Linked DNA regions of Mus musculus: all the other regions are linked to region 7. Evidence: chromatin contacts called from public Hi-C, HiChIP or PLAC-seq and promoter capture Hi-C data. All regions are on one chromosome and are shown on one strand. Each heading gives the region's core, a stretch centred on a gene start, on an enhancer-like site or on the middle of the called end of the contact. The rest is flanking DNA. Distances are from core to core; before and after follow the strand shown.

Region 1 (2,700 bases), core at 97-2,596, 310 kb before region 7:
GGCCAGAGATCCCTAGATTTCGCCCACTTTACAAACTAAAAAGTTGCAACAATGATAACTCTAATCTGCCTGCTTTGTGGGATTCCTTTTATCCTAACTCCGACCCTGGGACCACCCACCCACCCACTTCTGCCACTCTAACCCCGCGGCGGTTAGTGAGTACCTGCTTCCTCAGCGCCTCGAAGGCTGCGCTGATGGTGTGCACCCGCGTCCGCTCCCTGGCGTTGGCCAGAAGCCTCCGGGTCTGCTGCAGGGCTTTGATCTCCGTTGAGGCGGCGGTCGCTTCGCCTGGCCGTTTCCTAGGCGACGCGGAAGAATCCGGGTGGTTATTGTAAATTACGTGTGAAATTGACGAGTAGGAACTTTCCCCCGGGCGCGTGGGGGGCGCAGGGCGCACGGGGGACTCTTGTGGCGCCGCTGGGGGTGCGAGAGGCGCGGATTGTGTGGGACGCGCGGGAGGGGCGCACAGCAAGATGCGGGGACGCAGAGCCTGCTCGCGGAAGGAGTGCGCCTCGGGATCCCCGGGTGCCAAGCTCTGAGATGCGGGAGGCGGCGGTGGCGTGGGTAGTCCCGGTCCCACTGTGCCCAGAGCGAAACCGCGTTTGCGCGCGTCAGAGACCTCAGGCGCTCTGATGCCCCGGAATTCCCTGGCTGTGTCTGTGCCTCCACCTGGAGGAACCGCCGGCGCCACTGAGGCTGGTACTGGGGTCGCGATCGGGAACGGTTGTGTCCTGTCCCGAAGCCCGTTGGTGGCGGCGGTGGTGCTGACTGTGGCGCCGAGCTCGGGAGCTTCCAAGTCCAATCGGAAAGTTTTATAGCCATTCGCGCGCCGCACCGGCTCCTTGCCTTTCCGCTTGAGCTTCTTGAGGCCGTTCAGTTCTTTAACGCACACAGTCTTCCACGGCCCGTCCTCGAGGACCGGGATGTGCTTCATGGCGAGGACGGCGTGAGGCTGGGGCGTGGGACTGCCCGGGACGCGCGCCCGCAGCGATCACTCTGCACGCCGCGCGCCTGGCTGTGCCGGGTGGCCGCCGCGCTGAGCGCCGCCTTGTCGCCGCGCTCTCTCCTCCTACCCTCCCTCCCCGGGTCCCTCCCTCGCACCCCCACTCCCGGGGCAGCTGCGCCTCCGGCTCCGTGAAGCCTTGGAGGCTGCCGGTTCCCCGGGAGAGCTCAGAGTGTCATCTGAAGTCGCTGCCGCCCTGCCAGCATTTCTGCAGAACGCCCGCTGCGCTCCATCTGTGTTTGTTTAGCCTCAGTTTACACAGAAGCCCAGTTCGCAAGATCACTCAGCGCCGCCCGCCCGGAGAGGAGGCAGCTCCCGCCGCCGCCGCTGCCGCCTCCCGAGCCCAGGCCGCCCGAGCAGCGAGCGCCTTTAAAGAAACAGGAAGCATTTTTCAAAACAGCTGGGCTGAGGGCCGCCTCCTTTGTCCGCGTGCTCTCGGCCTCCCCCCACCCCTCATGCCTTGTGCCGGAACCTGCCTCCTCCTGCTCGCCCTCTCTGCCCCCTACCCAAGTTGGGGGCGCGCCTTCTCTCTCCAAAAACAGTCCGCACTGTCCACTACAGTCCCGAGCACGTGGCTGCTAATCGCTGTGGCCCTTCATTGCCCAGCCTTGTTGGCCTGGGGTGGGGGTGGGGGTGACGCAGCGCCGACCTTTCCCATCCAGAACCTTCCCTTCTACCTCCCACCCGAACTGTCCAACAGAGGGAGAAATCCCAGAGCTTCTGGGAGGGAAAGATAAGTGGGAGAGAAGAACCCCAGAGTGGCTGGTCATTGTCATCCAACTGCAAGAAGGCCTTCTCCCTTCTTGCCCCTATTTGCTGGGGCAGAGGCCTTAGGAACAGAACACCGGACATTGGGAAACTGAGAGATGCAAATGTCTGGTTTAGCAGATGTAACGTCGGTGAAGATCTTAAGTCATCTTACCCGAAGCGCCCTGCTAAACCCAGATTTACTCATCTATGAAATGAGGAATCTGGAGAACACCCATGCTTGTCACAGCCTGGCTGTGAAAGCCGCCACACAGGAGGTGCCAGGTCATCAGTAGCTGCGCTAATGTTATCAGCCAGGGCAGGACAGCTCCTCAAGCAGACAGAATTCTTAGGTCCAGAGCTCAAGGTTGCCATTTACTGAGCGACCTTGGCATTCGTCGTGCTGTCCCTCGGCACCTCTGGCTCCTTATGCCCAGGATAGGGGTCACAACCACACCTTCCTCCTGGGAATGATAACAATTGATTGAGCACAGAGCCTGATGCCAATTGGCCCCAGAGGTAGAGTTCACTCTCCAGACCCCCAGGCCCCTATTCCACTGGAAATCCTACTAGAAAGAAGAGGCTGACGGGGAGGCCCTCTCGGGACCCTCTGCACACACCTTCCCCTGTGCTGCCACGTAGAGTTGCTCTCTTCACCGAGCCTTCCTCCAATGGTCTCCTTTGAGGCAAGTGTCATTAAAAGGATGAAAGGAGATCGTATATGGCATTTGAATGGTGACCCTTGACACACTGGTGTAGTGAAACTATAACTCGGGGCTTAGCTAGAGTTGGGCAGAGTCACAAGCTGTGTTGCCCGTGGCAGTTAGTGTGTTAGATGCCTCCACGTGAGTGGATGCCATTCCTAACAACGGGCTCCACGAAAGCTGAACCCCAGCCCTTTTCTAATGTCTTCCAAAAGAAGGGAAAGACCACTGTAATTTGTCGGAATG
Region 2 (2,700 bases), core at 45-2,544, 450 kb before region 7:
CCACTACAAAGCTTCAATTTTCTCAGCTGATACACAGATCTAGCACGGGACCTTGAGCAGACCCAAAAAGGAGTTTGCTATGCAGTCACCAAGAAAACTGGAGCTGTTATCTTGGAAAGCGTGCCTCCTGACTATCAGAATGCCCCTTTGTGGTTAAATGTTCTTGAGGTCGAAGGCAAGCTATTCCAATATAACAAAGACTATGGCACTAGGGGATTTCCCACACACACATGCAGTAACAAAGGGTCTGCATCCTCAGAAGAACTTGGCTACATTATATCATTTACTCTGCGCTTTGGATCCCTTTCTTGTCGGCTTTTCTAGAAGATCATGGGGAAAAATATCCTAAAAGGGAGATCCAGTCCGGTTTTAGGCCTTTTTAATGCACCAATTTTGGGATTTATTAAATGTGTTTTTAAAAATCGTATGGCATTTCCTTTCCAAAATAAGGTGTGAGAGGCCAGGGCCTCTCTAGCTTTCAGACAAATAAGATTTGAGCGCTCCAAGCCCAGGTTCTGTTCCTGCTTCGGCCTCCAAATGACTTCAAAGCTACTCACCCTCAGTCCCACACAGACCTCAGTTCCTTCTCCTGTTAAAACAAGTTGGTTGGCTTTGGTAACTAGCACAGTAACAACCGTGTAGCCTAATCGTTCTCAACCTTCCTAATGCTGCGACCCTTTAATACACTTCCTCAAGTTGTGGTGGTAACCCCTGACCATAAAAAGTATTTTCGTTGATACTTCATAACTGTAATTCCACTACTGTTGTGAATCGTAAATGTAAATAAACGTGTCTTCCATTGGTATTAGGCGACCCCCAGGTTGAGAACCGCTGATTTAGCTTGTCCTGGTATTTGTCTCTTGGGTCTCAGGAACCCAGGACCAGTAATTACCTGAAGACCAGTGGGCAGCTGGCGAATAAAGCACGTGACTACGTCAAGCCCCTTAGTTCCCCAGCTCCGACTCCTAATTGGATGCTCAGTCAAAGCCTTTAACCGGTCCAGAGCCACCTTAGGTTCTCCGGAACGCCTTCCACTATCTAATCACGCGCAAGCCTGGGGAGAGTTGAAGAGATCCCCGAGCGCGGGGCACCCTCATCCTAGGCTGCCTGGCGCCCCACCTACTTCTCGGCTGGAGTTGTCCCGCTCCCCCTCGCACTAGCAGTCGGAGGGGGCGGGGGGACAGTCCGCTCGCAGGCGGGGCCTCGGCGCACTCTGATTGGTCTCCCTTATCCTCGTGACGCGCGACCCCGCCCCCGCCTACCCCCACCCCCCTCAGCATCCGCGCGGGGGAGCGGACTGTCCGGGGCTGAATTGGCGCGAGCGCGGCGCCGGGGGCTGGCTGGGGCGCGGGGCCCCGGGCTGGCGGCTTGCCAGCGCTCCCTCCCTAGCATGCACACAGAGGCGGTGGGCGGCGCGGCGCGGAGGCCCCAGAAGCTGCGAAGCCAAGCAGCGGCACCTGCCTGCCGAGGTACGTGGCGCAGCCCCCAGTCGGCAGAGCGGACACCGGGGAGCCCAGATAGCGGCGATCCGCCTTTGCGATACCCCAGGCCCAGCGGCTCCTCCCCAGCCCTGCGACGCCGGACGCGCCTGCTAGGGGACACGGGCGGAGGGTCGCGGCCCCTGGCTGCCTACATGGGCGCCCCCGGCGCAGCCTGCGCAGGTGTGGACGCGGCGCTGCGGGTAAGGATGACCTGCCCCGCGTGGCAGGTCCAGCCAGAGTGGCCCTCTTCACGTCGCTTGGTTCTGGGATTTTAATTCATTGCTGGAACCTTCTGAGCCGGCAGAGTCGAATAGACTCAGTGTCTCCCTTGACTGCTTTGGGGAACCTTGTACAGGGTAACTAGTGGCGCCTGAACCCTCCTGGTGCATCCATGTGGGTAGACGTGCAGTGTGAAAGTGGGTAGCTTTCTGCTGGCAGAAATTCACTGGTGACCTTCCCTGCCCCCTCTCTGCGGCCAGTCCTGCGGAGGAGACACATTGGGAGACCGTTTTGGTTTCTTGGAAATTTTAAGCTGTGTCCTGACGAGGGGACGCGTTCTTTGTGCGCTGTTTTATTTGTTTGTTTTGCGGAGAGGGTGTTAGAGAACAATTGGTAGGACCCCAGTAAATGAAAGCTCTTGTCCCTACTGCACATCAGCTGGATGACCTTGGCAGACACTGATATCCTCCTGTGGGGAGCTTGCTCTCCAGGTCTGTACTGGAAGACTTAACTTGCTGTTGGCTTGGGTCTCTTCCACAATGAGTTTGTGGTTTTAACCATTTAGAATAAATATGTCAATTGGCGAGAACTCTGTAGAATCACTAGCTGACTTGGAAATGAAATTTTTATACCTTTCCCCCCAGTAATTCAGTCTTAATTCACATATATGAATTTTGCCTTTGCAAAATTAGGTGTAAATGTAAGTAGATGTACTTAAAAGGAGGAAGAGGCATTTTTATGTGTTGTGCTTTTTCTGGGACCGATGGGTTTCAGGTTCCTTCAGCCAAGAGCTGTGCTGGGTTTTAGACTTACAAAGGAAGGAGACTCACACTCATCTCTGCCCTCTGGTGTCTAGCCAAGCCTTCCCTTGGTTTATGACTGTAAATCCTCTTCTACCTGCAGCCCTACGCAAATGCTGGGCCTGAGAAGAGGGATTTGTCTGCTGAAAGAAAGGACCAGAAAAGTAGGTTTTGGTTTCTTTTGTGTAATTCCATATCCT
Region 3 (2,700 bases), core at 199-2,698, 270 kb before region 7:
TGTGGTGTCTTACGTGGAGAGTGACCTTCTTTTGGTTAGTTATGTCTCGGCCCTAATTTCTCACTGTGTTGCCTAAGGGGGTTTTCATGACCAGGTCAGGACTTTTTTTTTTTTTTTCATAGAATTCTTTCCCTAGCTCAGGATTTCTCATCTTGGTATTGTTTCTGTGGGGAAATCAATCCAGTTTTTATCTTTTCCACTTACACCACCTTTTCCTAGAATATAACCTGCTATGAATTCGAACAATACCTGCTTTCTTTCTTTGCCTTGCTTATGAATGTGCAAGTGTGGGTGTGAGAAAAGCCAGAGTTCCCTGGGACAGGGCAGGGCCCCAGGCTTGGAACAGCTTGGGAAGGGGGTGGGGGTGGGCTGGGGTCAGTGCCCAATGTGGGGAGCTGGGCTATTCTGACCCTCAGCGGAGGGTGCCTCGCCCTTCATCAGCACCACCAGAGTAAGCTGTGCTCTGGGTGTGTGAGTACTGCTTCCATTTTTTTACCTCCTGAATGCCTTGCTGAGGTAGAATCCAGCTGACCTCCTGGGGCCTGCTGGCTTTGCAGACAGAAATGTAACTGCTGTGGGTGAGCTGGTGCTCCTACAGAAGGCCTGGGCTTGGTTCCTTGCACCCACATCGGGTAGCTTACAACTGCCTGTAACCCCAGTTCTAGTGAATCTTGGTGCCCTTTTATGGCCTCCAAAGGGATTTGCACCCACATGGGGTCCATGCAGACAACCAGGCACCCACCAGACATGTAAAGTACATATTTAAAAAGAAAGAAAAGGAAAGGAGGTGACTACAGACTCCTCTGTGCCCCAAGACTGTCAGGTGTCAGCTCTCAGAATCCAAGGCCCCGCATCCACTTCTGCTGGCAACCTCCAAATACCTCTAATAGGTCTGTAATGGAGGGGTGGGGTGGGGTGTGTGTGAAAGGCTGATGTCTATCCCCAGATCAACATTGTGTGTGGGATAACCAGGGCGTTTATGTGCCATCGCTGAGAGTTTGGTGTCAATGGCTTAGAGAACCAAAATGTTGCTCTTCAATGCCCCGCTTCAAGGCCAGGAGGATGGCTCAGTGCTTAAAACACTTGCCATATATGTCTGAGGGCCAGAGTTTGGGTACTCAGTGCCAATTCTGAGTGTCTGTAGCAACCTGCCTATAATTCTAGCCTCCAAAGGCAGGTTGGGGACCCCCAGACAAGATGGCGGGTAAGACAAATTATATCTTCAAAGCCCTGGGTCTGACTGGAAACCCCACCTCATTGATTAGGTAGGTATCTTAGTCAGGGTTCTCATAGCTGTGAGAAGACACATGACCAAAAGCAACTTGGGGAGGAAAGGGTTTATTTCAGCTTCTGCGTCCTAATTATCATTCATCAGGGCTAGAACCTAAGGCAGGAACTGACGCAGAGACCACAGAGGACGGCTGCTTCCTGGCTTGCTCCTCGTGGCTCATTCAGCCTGCTTTCCTATTGGGCCCAGGACCATGGGCCCAGGGTTGGCACCATCTCCAGTGAGCTGAGCCTCCCCACATCAATCATCAGTCAAGAAAATGCCCCACAGACTTGCCCACAGGCCAGTGTGGAGAGGACATTTTATCAACTGAGGTTCCCTCTTCACAAATGGCTTCAGTTGACATAAAACTAGCTAGGCCAGTGGAAGATGGGACCCAGCATCAGACTCCACCCTACACACGTACGGGCACACATACATACATACATACATACATACATAGAGAGAGAGAGAGAAGTAAAATCTTTAAAATGGCCTCCTAAAGGAGTTAGACATTTTTCTATATTAATTGTTGGCAAATAGATTGTAGAGTGTCTTCATTGGAATTCTATTTATTTGCTTGTCTTATGTTGTTGTTGTTATTGTTGTTTTGAGGCAGCATCTCATGTAGCACAAACTCAAACTTGGTATGTAGCCAAATCCTGATCCTCTTGCCCCAACTTCCCAAGTGCTGGGATTACACACAAATTCCAGTACACTTTTATGTAGGAGTGTTTTGTCTGCGTACATATTTATGCATCACATGCATGCAGTGCCCAAGGCGGCCAGAAGAGGGTATCAGATCTGAAATTGGAGTCTTGGGTGTTCATGAGCTGCCGGTTAGGGGCTGAGAATCAAACCTGGGCCCTCTGCAAGAGCAGCGGGTGCTCTTAACCCCTGAGCCACCTCTCAAGCCAGGAGTTTGGATCATTTGAAAAAGCTTTGGATGTGGGCATGCTCTGTCCGGAGACGGTAACTCCAGTCCTCCCCTGCTCTCTCTCCCTGAGGTGGTTTCCTTGCCCACTCTCAACCCTTAGTTCCCATTTTGCCTCTTTGGGCTGTAAAAACTGCTTCGGCCACCGAGGAGCTAGAAGGGTTACCCTTGTTCCTGTGGGCTTGCGTCAGCTGGCCAAGCCTGTGGCTCTCGGGGCCAGTCACATTTATTCCCTAGAATCGAGGACTGAGAGGGAGGATCTCTGTGTAGCTGGGAGCACGTTCTGTTTCCAGAAGGCCTTGAAAAGCTTAATGCAGCCTTGTGAAGAGGCAGCATTGGGGTCATGGATGGGGGTGATCAAAATGGACAACTTTATTTCCAAGGAATATCTTCGCCTGCTGGGAGCTGGGTTCAAAACCTTACTCTCTGGTTCCATGCATCTCTCTCCAAGTCCTTCTACCCCCAGACTCCCCGGGTGGTCACCTGCCCTCAACCAACC
Region 4 (2,700 bases), core at 60-2,559, 260 kb before region 7:
CAAAAGCAAGTGAATCTCTTTGAATCTGAGGCCAGCTTGGTCTATATAATGATTTCCAGGCCATCCAGGGCTGCATGTGTGATCCTGTGCGATCCTGTCACAGAGAGAAAGAGGAGGAGGGGGAGGGGGAGGGAAGGGAGAGGAGGAGGAGGAGGAGGAGGAGGAGGAGGAGGAGGAGGAGGAGGAGGAGGAGGAGAGCTAAGTGCCAGCATTCATTTCTCTACCTCCTGACTGCAGCTGCAATGTGACCACCTCACACTCCAACCACCATTACTTTCCCATTGTGGCGGATTGCACCTTCAGATTGTGTATCTCTGACTGTACTTTCAGACTGTGTACCTTCAGACTGTGAGCCAAAGTGTCTCCACTTTTAAATTGTTTTTCTCAGACATTTTTTTCATAGCAACAAAAGAATTAAGCAAAGAACCCTTATAATCAGTGTAAGCAGAGTTTTTAGGTAAAACTCTGGGTTATAAAAGCCCCAGCAACTAGGTTGTAGCCACCTATCTCCAGTACACCAGCTCAGTAGCTACGTAATGGTGAAAGCAGAGAGGGTATTGATCCAATATGGTCAGATAGTCACACTGTGAAGAGGGACAGATAAAGGGACCCAGCAGCCCTCACGTCTGTCTTTGGGATGCTGGCATGAGTTTTAACAGAGGAAGCATCAGGGAGCTAGAGGTCACAGTGTGGCCTGGTTGATTGTCTCAATTCTAGTTCTGCAAGGTGGTCCAAAGAATGCCTTATCAGCACCATCCCTTGAGGGGACCAGTCTGGTTTCTACAAGATGCTCTCTTCTGTCCCAGGGTGCTCCTAGCCTACTCATCACAGGTGAGAGCCCTTCTGGGCGGGGCGTGGAGGGGGCAGAGAGTGTATACTGCAAGGTGATGTTCTCTCTGGAGTCTACAGTAGCTGCACGTTTAGGTCAATGACTTCTCTCAGCATCTTCAGCCCTGAAGGGGGCTGAGTTACGCTAGATAGACCCTCCAAGAGTCATGTGGGACTAATATGTAGACCTGCAGAGGCAAGCAGGTACCCCAAGGGAAAGGAGACACACAAAGGAAGGGCAGAGATGGTGGGTTTCCATCCTGCTGTTAGCTGCCTTGCTGACCCAAGGGAGGAGGAGCCAATGCTTCTTAGGGAAAGTAGCTTCTGAGGGCGCCATCTCTGCGGAATCTGGGCTCGCAGAACCTGAACGGCCAGGAACACTGGACTGACAAACATAGGAAAAGTAAACAGGCTTTGTAGACATCCCTCTGCGTAGCAGCATTTCCTCAGCAGCAAACACAGATTCCCCCCTGCCCTGCTGCGGCACTGTGGCTGTCCTGTCGAGATTAATATTAACAGAGCTGACACAATGATCAGCCAAACCACAGCTTGGGCATGGCTGCTTGGCCACAAACACTTCCTGCTCCACTACTTGGACTTCATATCCATCAATACCCTTGAAGACATGGCTGGAATGCCCTAAGTTAGGAACAGAATGACCGAGGCTCTACACTCTGTGGCACTGTCATCAGAAGTGGGGAGGCCCAGCCCAGCATTGCTTCAGGAACCTCCACTAAAGTCAAGTCAGATCCCTGCCTATGCTGCAGAAAAGAATTTCAAAACATGGGAGTGAAGCGAGGTGGACAGGCTTATTTAAGTGGAGATAAGGAGAGCACGCGGTTGGCACTTAGGCAGGATGTTTACAGAGTGTGACTCATAGAAAAAGAGCGCCACACACCTAAGTGGGCTTTCCAGTAGGGAGAGTTGCCATTAGATGTCTTCAGAATGGCTGTGTAGAGGCTTCTGCAGCGAAGTTCTAGTTTCCAAAGTATCTGCTTTTACCACAAGGTAAATGATTAAGCGAAGCTTAAGTTTTAAGCAAAATTTAAAATTTATAAAAATGTTCTCACTGACTGACCCGGAACTCAATATGGAGGGCAGGCTGACCTCAAGCTCACAGAGGCGCGCCTGCCTCAGCCTCTGCTCCTACTGAAGACGCACACCACCTTGACCAACTCTCTCTTATCTTAAAGGACTCCCTTTTGTAAATGGAATTGTCCAGAATTAGGAATGAGAGGGGGGCATTCACACAGCTGAACTCAAGACCACAAGTATCGTGCCTCAAAGTCCGCCCCGCTGCTGGTTTGAGGCAGTGCTCCTCTAAGCGATGCTCCTCTAAGCAGTGTTCCTCTAAGTGGTGCTCCTCTAAGCAGTGTTCCTCTGAGTAGTGCTCCTCTAAGCGGCATTCCTCTAAGCAGCTGTGATTTTTTTGTTTTGAAGCTTCTGTCGCCCAGAGTTCTTTCCCTTTCTACGACCTGTAATTTAAAAAATTTACTTATTTTATGGAGGACAGAGGACAGTTTAAGGAGTCTGTTCTCTCCCACGTGAGTCCCAGGGAAGGAACTTGGGTCATTCATCTTGGCTGCAGATGCTTTTACCCACTCTCCCATCCCGTTTCCTGCCTTTCTATCCCACCTCAGCATCCATGAGAAAGCTGCCATTAGGGATGCTCCTTGCCTCAGTTTAAGGGAGAATACGATACACAGACTCCTGATGTTCACTAAATGGACTGACTCCATTTGCAACTGGCTGTAGAAAGGTCCAAGCTTGAAGGTGCTCTCAAGCACAGTAGAAACTGTGATGAAGAGTGTCTGAGAGGAGACCAGATCTGTGAGGATAAAAGGAAAATGAAGGCCAAAACATCATCAGAAC
Region 5 (2,700 bases), core at 173-2,672, 290 kb after region 7:
GCCAGATAAGCAGACACAAGAGGCTTGGTGACATGTGAAAACCTACCAGTTACTGCAGGAAATACTATAGTACCAAGAACTGTCAGGAGGGGAAAATGGAAGGCCGAGAAGGCATAAGTTATCCCAAACTATATTTAGAGGCCACAGAAGTAGTATTTGTTACAAAATCAGAGGTGGTGGCTCACAACTCTTAATTCCAGTAGTGAGCAGAGAGAGGCAGGCAGATCTTCGAGTTCCAGGCCAGCCTGGTCTACAGAGCTAATTCCAAGACAGCCTGGGCTACACAGGTAAACCCTCTCAAAACCAAACAGAATAAAACAAAACAAAAAACCCACCACTTTGTAGCTGTGTGGACCTGTAATCCCAGCACTCAGGAAGAAGATGGGATTAAGTCCTCTACTGCTTAGTGAGCTGGAAGGATAGCCCGGCTCCATTTAACCCCATCTCTAAGCAAAACAGACTGTATACACACACTGCACAACGACACCACACACACTCTGATGCCTATGTATTTTTTAATTTCTACAATCATGAAATTAAGCTCCTTCTAGAATACCTTGAGCAGAATTATTTCCAAACAGGAAGTAAAGGCTAGAGCTGTAGAAGACCACATATACACCATGGACACTCCACATCAGGAGCGGGCTCTTCCCTGAAGACTCAATGGAACTCACTAAGTACATCCAATGATGTGATGTTGATTCAGAAACTAAAGAAAAAGGACACAAGAATTCGAAGGGCTTAAATATATTTTATATTGATAATCTGTGTCTTTCTACCCTAAAATAATACATTATTATAGGTTACATACAGGATGAGGTGAGGTATTTGTAAAATATCTGATAAAAATAATTAATATACAATTTTCTACATGAGATGGAATCTTATGAACCACTAGGCCTTCTGAAGGGTTAACTTCATTTTCTAAATTAAACTGCCCTGAAAGACTTCCATCTGTTCCCTAAAACCATGTTGAAAATGGAGGATCTTATGTTTTCCCAGAATTTGTGCAGAAGAGGGAAAGTACACAATTGGCAGTTATTCTTTCTCACATCCAAGGTTATACATCCACACAAAACCAGTAACTCTGTGTTTAGCACAAAAAGCAAAAAAAAAAAAAAAAAAAAAAAAAAAAAAACTGCATTAGAGATGTTAAAAAAAAAAAAAAATCCTCTGAATGATGGTCAGGTTAATTCAACACCAAAGAAATTCGAGTGGCCAACAGTCTTGAAAATGCTTTATTGAAATGTGTGAGTTATGGTGCAGATGTGTCTGAAATGACCACAGCTGGAAAACGAACTTCTGAAACTTCTCAACAACCAATTAAAAAAAGAAAACCCCACCGGCCTTGACCTCTGGTGTACCAGGAGCCCAGCGAGGGCGGTTCCTTCAGAAGATTTCCATCAAAGACTAAAGAAAACAGCTACTGTATCTGGAAGCTGGTGGAGTCTCAAGTTTCCGAGGAGAAGCGACAGTTTTTTTAGACATGGAGGGTGACTTCTTTTTTTGGTAGATTTGGATGACCATGGACTTCACAGTTCTTGACAGCACCCAGGGGTGTTCAAGTCTGTATGCTTGTCATGAAAAACAGAGGGGAGGACAAGATGGCGGGAGAGAGAACCAACAGAGGACGGACGGCTCACAGGGAAGAGGGCCGGAGCCAGACATGATTAGATTAAGTCTCATAGAAATTGATCAGAAGCTGCGCATCTTTTTTAAAAGTTCTAAATTTACATTTCAAAAACTGCCCCACCCCCGCAGAGCCTCTGCCCCTCCCTGGAGCCAGTGTGAAACCTGGAGACAAACAGAAAGCACCCATCCTCCACACCCTAACTACCAAGGCAGCTCTACTTTTTTCTTTTTTCAACACACAGGATTGATAACATAGGCATATGGGTGGCATGAATCAATTAAAAAACTTTACTTTTTATGCCAGGAGGGGAAAAACAATAAATACAAGGTGCTAAAATAAGCATTAAGAATTTGGTTGGTAAGGTGTGGGAAGGCTCCCCTGATACTGATCTGTCTCAGCAAACCACACACACACATAAACGGCACAAAGTATGATTGAGGTGGTGAGATTTTAAAAAACAAGACAACATAATTCAGGTTAACTGCACTGAACAGTGAATAAATGAAATCCATCTACACCTGAATGAACATGTTTAACAATCAAAAAATTTTAAACAACCACAAAAAGTAAAAACTTCCAACAAACACAAACAGGATTTGTCTAAAGGGCACACAGTCGCCCTGCAGAGGACCCCGCCTTTACTGGTGTGTCTTCTGGTGAGACAAGAGACAGAGACAGGCTGGACTGGTTAACAGGGCGACAGGACAGTCATACAGTGGAGCGCTGTAGCTGGCTAGGCCCCCTGGGTTCCACTGCAGAGCTGGCTTTGTGCGTAGGAGGCACATGGATAAGGGTGAGTCAGGCAGACATTATTCAAAAGCTACTCTGCCAGTAACCATTGGATAACGCTGGGAAAGCTTTGGGCTTTGTATTTTATTTTTATTTTTAAATTTTATTTTTTTAAGTTTTACTCCTTGTATTTAATTTTTAAATAACAAGGCCACTGAAACTCATGCACGCTGCAAAAAACCTCATGCAGTAGTTAGGTAAACCATCCAAGCAGTTTTTATTCATTAATATTCATAAATACACACAGCAGCTTCATTAGAGATTTCAATTTTCCTCTT
Region 6 (2,700 bases), core at 30-2,529, 430 kb before region 7:
AGCATTGTCACTGTGTGTAATCTGTAGTGATCTACATTGTGGGAAAAGCAGCAAGCAGGTGTCTGTAAGACAGCTGGAGTAGAATCCCACCTTTGAATCAGCAAAAGCTATGGCTTCAGGTTAAAAAAGATGAACATTTATTTCTCCTCTGTCCAGTGGGATGGACATATAGATTTGACAGAGACAATTTTAGCCAGTGAGAAGCACCGTTAAGTCTATACTTAGAAGACAACCAAATAAAATTTAAACTCTTTTCCTTGTGACTATAATAACAATCAGTGCTCTACCATCTGTCAGAATTCCACTGATCAGTGTTAAAACTCTGAACTTTTGAAATCTTAGTATAACAAGAACAGAGAGGTAAAGAAATATGAAACTCCCATTTTTCATATACCTTAAATCATTCTCTTAAACCTTTACAACGAACGCCATAAGTCACTTTCTTAGATCCTCTGAACTTAAGCCTTCACGTTCTCAGACCTCTCTGCACCTTAGAACACTATCTTAGACCCTCAGAACTTACATAGACTTTAAACCGTTTATCCATCTAGTCATTTACTAGAGGCACAAATGGTTTTTGCTGAGAGCAGCCATTGCAAAGCAAGTGCTTTGAGTAAAAGAACAGTAAATAGCTACATCAGAAACCTGTTTGTCCTTTAATATGAAGCCTGTTGGCAAGGAAACCCCATCTACCTTTCTCAACTGGAGACTTAGTAGCTTTAGAAACAGCAAGGCCTAGTTTTTACATATGATGTGAACTATCTAGGCAGCTGCAGCCTTGCAGGGAGGAGCCCGTTGCCTGCTGCCGTTAAACTGACAGAGCTACAGTTAGCCTAGCCATCAATGCCAGCAGAGATCCGAGAAGGATACATTGTAGCAGAAAGTATCCAAATGGCTTATGTTCTGATTAAAATGACAGAGACTTACTCATTATCGAGATGATCACCCTAGGCTCTGTGGCTACGATGGCTTGGGGGGAGGTGGAGGTCTCAGGCCAGCATTGGTCTTCAGTCACCAGGCCCAGAAGATCTGAGAGAATTTTATGTGGAGGACAGGTGAGGAACTTTGTGGGGACTGACCTTACCCTGTGGTTCTTTCAATGGACTTGAGTTCTGTTCCCAACTGACCTTACTTTGACCAGGCAAGAGTACAGCAATCAACTCAACAGTGGCCGGGTTTGATGGCAGACGAGGCATGAGGCAGTTATGCCCAGTGGTTAAGGTTACCAGAATCCAGATGAAGGTGTCATGTTTAGAAGCCTTCATCTGGCTTCTACTACTAGGAGCTGGGGTCTCTGTCATGGTAAGCTCTTTTACATTAAACATTCTAAATTCCAAATTCAGCAGACCTTTAGAAAGTCTTAAGGACCAATATCTATTAAGTATATACAAAGTAATAAACTTTGCTTGCTTTTAGTTACTTGCTTTAGGCTTAACCTTGAAAAGTAAATAGCCAGGGGGTGCCGCCTTTAATCCCGGCACTCGGGAGACAGAGGCAGGCAGATTTCTGAGTTCCAGGACAGCCAGGGCTATACAGAGAAACCTGTCTCAAAAAACCAAAAAACCAAAAAACAAAAAAAAAAGTAAATAAAGCTTATTTCTATAATTAATGATATTAGCACTCAGCATGACTACAAGTGAGGTTCTGAACACATTATGGAATTTGATCATTTACTCTGTGACTGTTAACTTGCATGTCTTAACTATGGCTTAGCAGCTTTTATAAGACTAGGATTTTACAGCTTTATTTTTGTGAAGTTTGAATTAAAAAAAAACAATCATTTCTGAAGGAACTGAAGCTCTTTGGTATCAAAATAAAACTGTAACTCATAAACACAGTCCACATAGATACTGGGAACTTTGCTGAGCCTTTTACAGTGTACCACTATAGAATATTAGTTTCTTATATTACTCAGATTATCACAATAGCTAAAGCCTAACGAAGTTAGCCAAGACGAGGAAGGGAGACATACATTCCCAAGCCAGCCTCTTCCAGCCTGAGCCGGCCTTAGGTAAGGAGAGACATCCATCCAGTTCTTAGTCAGATTCTTCAGGTCGTTGTCTTGTTGCTCCAAAAGAGAGGAATACTTAAGGTTTTGGTGTTTAGCGTTTGGTGCTCATAGCTGTGGCCCTAATTTTTTAGCCTCTTATCTATTTTTTAAGGCCAGATATTAATAATATAAAACATTCTATAAATTTAAAGTATCCCATAGCCTTATACATTTAAATATTTTAAAAGCTGTTCTTTTAAAAATATCCACTTTTCTAATTTTAAAATATCTGTAAAACTCCAAAATTTTCTCTTAAAGAAGCTTTAAAATCTCTCAATTGTGTGCTCCTATAACAGTAAATAATAATAATAATAATAACAAAGTACCTTTTTTTATTTGAAGAGGGGGAAAAACCCAGAGCAAAACCATAATCTGAACAAGACAAAGCCGAGCTCCAACAGTACCGACAACTCAGTGCTCAGTACCTGGGATTCACTCACCGTCCTCTGGGATTCCCAGTGGGGCCTGGGTCACCTCTGTGGCCCTGTCCTCAGCATTATACCCAGCCTGCCTTCCAGGTGCCAGCTGGCTCCATTTCATAGCAGCTGCTGTTTCTGGGGGCTGTCATACGGCACCAGCCCTGCCACACAGTGCCAAGCCTCAGCTATTCTCCATGGCTACTTCATGCCTTTAAAACCAGTACCACCCAG
Region 7 (2,700 bases), core at 193-2,692:
GATAATTAGCAAGCTTGCTTCGGTGCTACCTGGGCCAGGGCCATGACTCTGAACACTAAACTCTATGGCTTAGTGGACTTATGGATCTGACTGTTGACTAACATTCTTCCAGGATGGGCCTGTCAGGGTCCCTGGACATTGAGTCACCCAACTGTAGCTGCTCCTTAGGTGCAAATATTCCTGAACCTCTCAACCTGTGAGTCATGAATCATTTGGCAAAGTTTTATCTCTAAAGTATTTACATTACGAGTTATAACAGTAGCAAATGACAGTTATGAAGTAGAAGGAAGATAATGTTATGGTTGGGGGGGTCACCACAACATGAGGAACTGTATTGCGGGGTCACACATTAGGGAGGTTGAGAACTGCTGACCTAGGGATTAGGAGGGAATAAGAGCCTCCTTGACTGAGCGTCCTGTTTTCTATGTGACTTCGGGCTGTGCCCCAGGGTAAGGCTTTCCTGGGGCCAGCAAGTTAGATCAGACTGATTCTATATTATGGTCCTGTGACTGTGCGAAGGGAGCGGCTGTTGCTTTGGGTTGAGCTTGAAACCATATGCCCTCTGTCCTGGAACTCAAGAGATCCACCTGCCTCTGCCTCCCGAGTGCTGGGATTAAAGGCAAGAGCCACCATGCCTAGCTAAGGGGCATAGAGAGACTTCATGTTTCAAGACACCTTGTGTGGTGCCTCATTACATGTAAATCACTAGTGTTCAGGAAGCAGAGGCAGGATTCTCATAGCATTGAAGCCAATCTGGGCTACAGATTTAGTTTCATAGCAGCCTGGGTGCCAAAGTGAGACGCTGTCTCAGTAAAACAACCAAACAACAGTTGGTCACGATGGTGCACTTTTGTGATCCCAGCATCCGGGAATCAGAAGGGTCAAGTGTTCAAGACCAGTTTGAGCTGCCTTTAGAGGCTAGCCTGACTACATGAGAGCTTGTCTCGAAAACAAAACACCAAAATGAACACACATACACACACACACACACACACACACAGAGAGAGAATGTGTCAGGGCCTCAAACACTCTCTTGGAACTTTGCTTCAAAAACAGACTGGTTTACAGAGAGATTTCCAGGACAGCCAAGGCTACACAGAGAAACCCCGTCTTGAAAAACCAAAAGGAGAAAGAGGAGAAGGAAGGAGGAAGGAGAGGAAGAGGGAGGAGGGGAAGGGGAATGGAGGAGGAGGAAGAGGAGGAGGGAGAAGGAGTAGGTCATCATCACATGTACTCAGGGCAATGAGACAACTAGTCAGGGGGAGGAGGAAAAAGTAGTGTAGGGCCAGTGACCCAACCCAGGAAAAGTGACTAACCAGCCACAGCAGGGCCTGAGCAGACTCAGGCCTCTGCCGGGGCTAGTGAGTGGAATGGGACTTTCCTTGCTGGTCTGACTCTTTAAATTGTTCAGAATCTGCCTTGCCCGAGGCCGCTGTGATGAGACCTAGTCAGGCTTTAACCTCCCAGTGACCATGTCTGAGAAATAGCAGCCTTCCATCCGCATGGCCCAGCCTTGGAGCTGGCTTTCCTGAGCCCTTAGACTTCTGAGTACTGAGCCTCCCCATGGGTGGGGCAGGTGGGTGGGGCAGCCCAGTGGCGAAGAGGGAAGTTAGAAGCTAGCTATCGAGGGGCAAGCTGAGACGAGTTTGAGAAGAAAAGGCCCGTGGAGAGGTAAAACTGGGAAGGGCTCTGTAGAGAAGGGACTAGGACTCTCATGAGTGGGTAGGTGAGGGCTGGCTGCTAGGGTCCGGGAACAGGTGGGAACGGTGTCCCCAGGCGTAAGTCAGCTCAGGTCATTAGCTGTAGTTTTGCAGCTGCAGAGTCTTGAGTGGGTGTGGGTGGGATGTGTTCTAGCTGCTGGGGAGGAGCTGAAGGGTCTGGGCTCATCCTGGTCTGTAGGAGGTGGTGTCAGACCTGAGAGATCCCCAGAAGCCATCAACCTGTCGGGAGGTGAATTCAGATCTGGTGGTGTCTGTCCCCAAGATAGCACTATCCTGGGCCCAGACAACTGGAAGGAAGGGAACTGAGAAGGAACAAGGTAGGTTCAGCTACTTGAGGGACAGTCAGCCAGCCCCCAGTTAGAGGGTTGGCTGGGGACCAGTGTGGAGAGAGATGAAGGTAGAATCTGGGGGTGTGGGGAGCGGGATCTGCTTTGGCCTGTCCTGGGGGTTCAGAGCCACTGCTGTTCCCACTTCTAAGAGACATTGGCCACAGTCAGAAAGTCCTGGGCTTCTTGAATTGGCCCTCTATTTCCTCCCTAGGGCCGCTATTTCAGCTCACACTAACGGGGCGGATATGGTCTTTGAGGGGAAGTGACCTGTTGTGAGTCAGGGTCCAAGAGGGCAAAAATAGCCCCAGTTTTCCTCAGTACTGGGCCACTGATGCACATTGATAGGATCAAGCATTTTGTTGGAGGTAGGAGTGGACTCCACTTCTAAGCCCCCAGTGTGTCCTTAAAAGGTATTCTAGCCAGAGTTAGCCAGCAGGGCACACATCCTCCCCCCCACTGCTCACGACAGTCAGATGGGCCTCGTTGCCCTCTGGCTTTCTGCTTCAAGGCTGCTCCAGGCCTTGCCTGGATGTCGAGATCCTAAGCAATCCCGTTGGTTTTCATCTAGTCCAGTCATTGGATCTCAGCAAGTTAGGACAATCAGACACTTTTCCGGGCACAGTCAGGTGTGTCCAAAGGTCCATAGGCAA

Evidence for each region. Promoter capture Hi-C pulls out the DNA fragments that hold promoters and counts their contacts. Hi-C and Micro-C count contacts between places; a contact is called where the count stands out from the background. HiChIP or PLAC-seq counts read pairs in DNA pulled down with a chosen protein or histone mark.
Region 1: a FOXA1 HiChIP or PLAC-seq map of pancreatic cancer cells shows a contact between it and region 7. The contact joins the promoter of Atoh8 here to the promoter of Capg in region 7. A contact is called at or near these places in 1 of 39 promoter capture datasets (embryonic stem cells) and 1 of 115 datasets of contacts at active chromatin or transcription factors (pancreatic cancer cells).
Region 2: an HNF4G HiChIP or PLAC-seq map of pancreatic cancer cells shows a contact between it and region 7. The contact joins the promoter of St3gal5 here to the promoter of Capg in region 7. A contact is called at or near these places in 1 of 484 Hi-C or Micro-C datasets (embryonic stem cells) and 2 of 115 datasets of contacts at active chromatin or transcription factors (memory CD8 T cells and pancreatic cancer cells).
Region 3: a promoter capture Hi-C map of the HPC-7 cell line shows a contact between it and region 7, with 4 times the contacts expected there. The contact joins the enhancer-like site here to the promoter of Capg in region 7. A contact is called at or near these places in 6 of 39 promoter capture datasets (the HPC-7 cell line, HPC-7-derived erythroid cells, cranial neural crest and 3 more), 7 of 484 Hi-C or Micro-C datasets (the Ba/F3 cell line, the G1E-ER4 cell line, cerebellum and 2 more), 1 of 115 datasets of contacts at active chromatin or transcription factors (pancreatic cancer cells) and 1 of 9 other capture datasets (pancreatic islet).
Region 4: a FOXA1 HiChIP or PLAC-seq map of pancreatic cancer cells shows a contact between it and region 7. The contact joins the enhancer-like site here to the promoter of Capg in region 7. A contact is called at or near these places in 5 of 39 promoter capture datasets (cranial neural crest, liver, neutrophils and 2 more), 4 of 484 Hi-C or Micro-C datasets (the Ba/F3 cell line, embryonic stem cells and erythroblasts), 1 of 115 datasets of contacts at active chromatin or transcription factors (pancreatic cancer cells) and 2 of 9 other capture datasets (adipose tissue and pancreatic islet).
Region 5: a contact with region 7 is called in a Hi-C map of embryonic stem cells, with 5 times the contacts expected there. The contact joins the enhancer-like site here to the promoter of Capg in region 7. A contact is called at or near these places in 16 of 39 promoter capture datasets (the 3T3-L1 cell line, 3T3-L1-derived adipocytes, cranial neural crest and 8 more), 3 of 15 datasets of contacts at CTCF or cohesin (all in embryonic stem cells), 40 of 484 Hi-C or Micro-C datasets (the HL-1 cell line, brown adipocytes, differentiating embryonic stem cells and 8 more), 14 of 115 datasets of contacts at active chromatin or transcription factors (embryonic stem cells, epiblast stem cells, pancreatic cancer cells and 1 more) and 1 of 9 other capture datasets (embryonic stem cells).
Region 6: a promoter capture Hi-C map of liver shows a contact between it and region 7, with 4 times the contacts expected there. The contact joins the promoter of 4933431G14Rik here to the promoter of Capg in region 7. A contact is called at or near these places in 6 of 39 promoter capture datasets (hippocampal neurons, liver, neutrophils and 2 more).

What each region holds. Positions count from the first base shown.
Region 1 is chr6:72,234,231-72,236,930 of GRCm38.p6, forward strand. Atoh8 (atonal bHLH transcription factor 8) reads right to left here and starts at 1,347. Exons shown (of 3, transcript NM_153778.3): 1 at 164-1,347. The coding sequence starts at 934.
Region 2 is chr6:72,096,314-72,099,013 of GRCm38.p6, forward strand. St3gal5 (ST3 beta-galactoside alpha-2,3-sialyltransferase 5) reads left to right here and starts at 1,295. Exons shown (of 7, transcript NM_001035228.2): 1 at 1,295-1,469. The coding sequence starts at 1,391.
Region 3 is chr6:72,274,278-72,276,977 of GRCm38.p6, forward strand. No RefSeq gene overlaps it. Among named protein-coding and RNA genes, the nearest start is that of Gm30782, 21 kb to the left of the region's middle. Within about 2 kb of position 1,449, at least 25 of the 459 cell types and tissues checked have an H3K27ac peak or open chromatin away from gene starts, as enhancers often do. A contact at or near this core is called in the HPC-7 cell line, where this site is marked.
Region 4 is chr6:72,291,867-72,294,566 of GRCm38.p6, forward strand. No RefSeq gene overlaps it. Among named protein-coding and RNA genes, the nearest start is that of Sftpb, 11 kb to the right of the region's middle. Within about 2 kb of position 1,310, at least 45 of the 459 cell types and tissues checked have an H3K27ac peak or open chromatin away from gene starts, as enhancers often do. A contact at or near this core is called in the Ba/F3 cell line, liver, pancreatic cancer cells and 1 more, where this site is marked.
Region 5 is chr6:72,839,894-72,842,593 of GRCm38.p6, forward strand. It overlaps Kcmf1 (potassium channel modulatory factor 1), which reads right to left. Exons shown (of 7, transcript NM_019715.2): 7 at 1,221-2,700. Among named protein-coding and RNA genes, the nearest start is that of Tcf7l1, 52 kb to the left of the region's middle. Within about 2 kb of position 1,423, at least 11 of the 459 cell types and tissues checked have an H3K27ac peak or open chromatin away from gene starts, as enhancers often do. A contact at or near this core is called in embryonic stem cells, where this site is marked.
Region 6 is chr6:72,121,918-72,124,617 of GRCm38.p6, forward strand. 4933431G14Rik (RIKEN cDNA 4933431G14 gene) reads right to left here and starts at 1,280. Exons shown (of 3, transcript NR_045165.1): 1 at 1,128-1,280; 2 at 928-1,029. All of the region lies in intron 1 of St3gal5 (ST3 beta-galactoside alpha-2,3-sialyltransferase 5), which reads left to right.
Region 7 is chr6:72,547,831-72,550,530 of GRCm38.p6, forward strand. It overlaps Capg (capping protein (actin filament), gelsolin-like), which reads left to right and starts at 1,443. Exons shown (of 10, transcript NM_001042534.3): 1 at 1,443-1,671.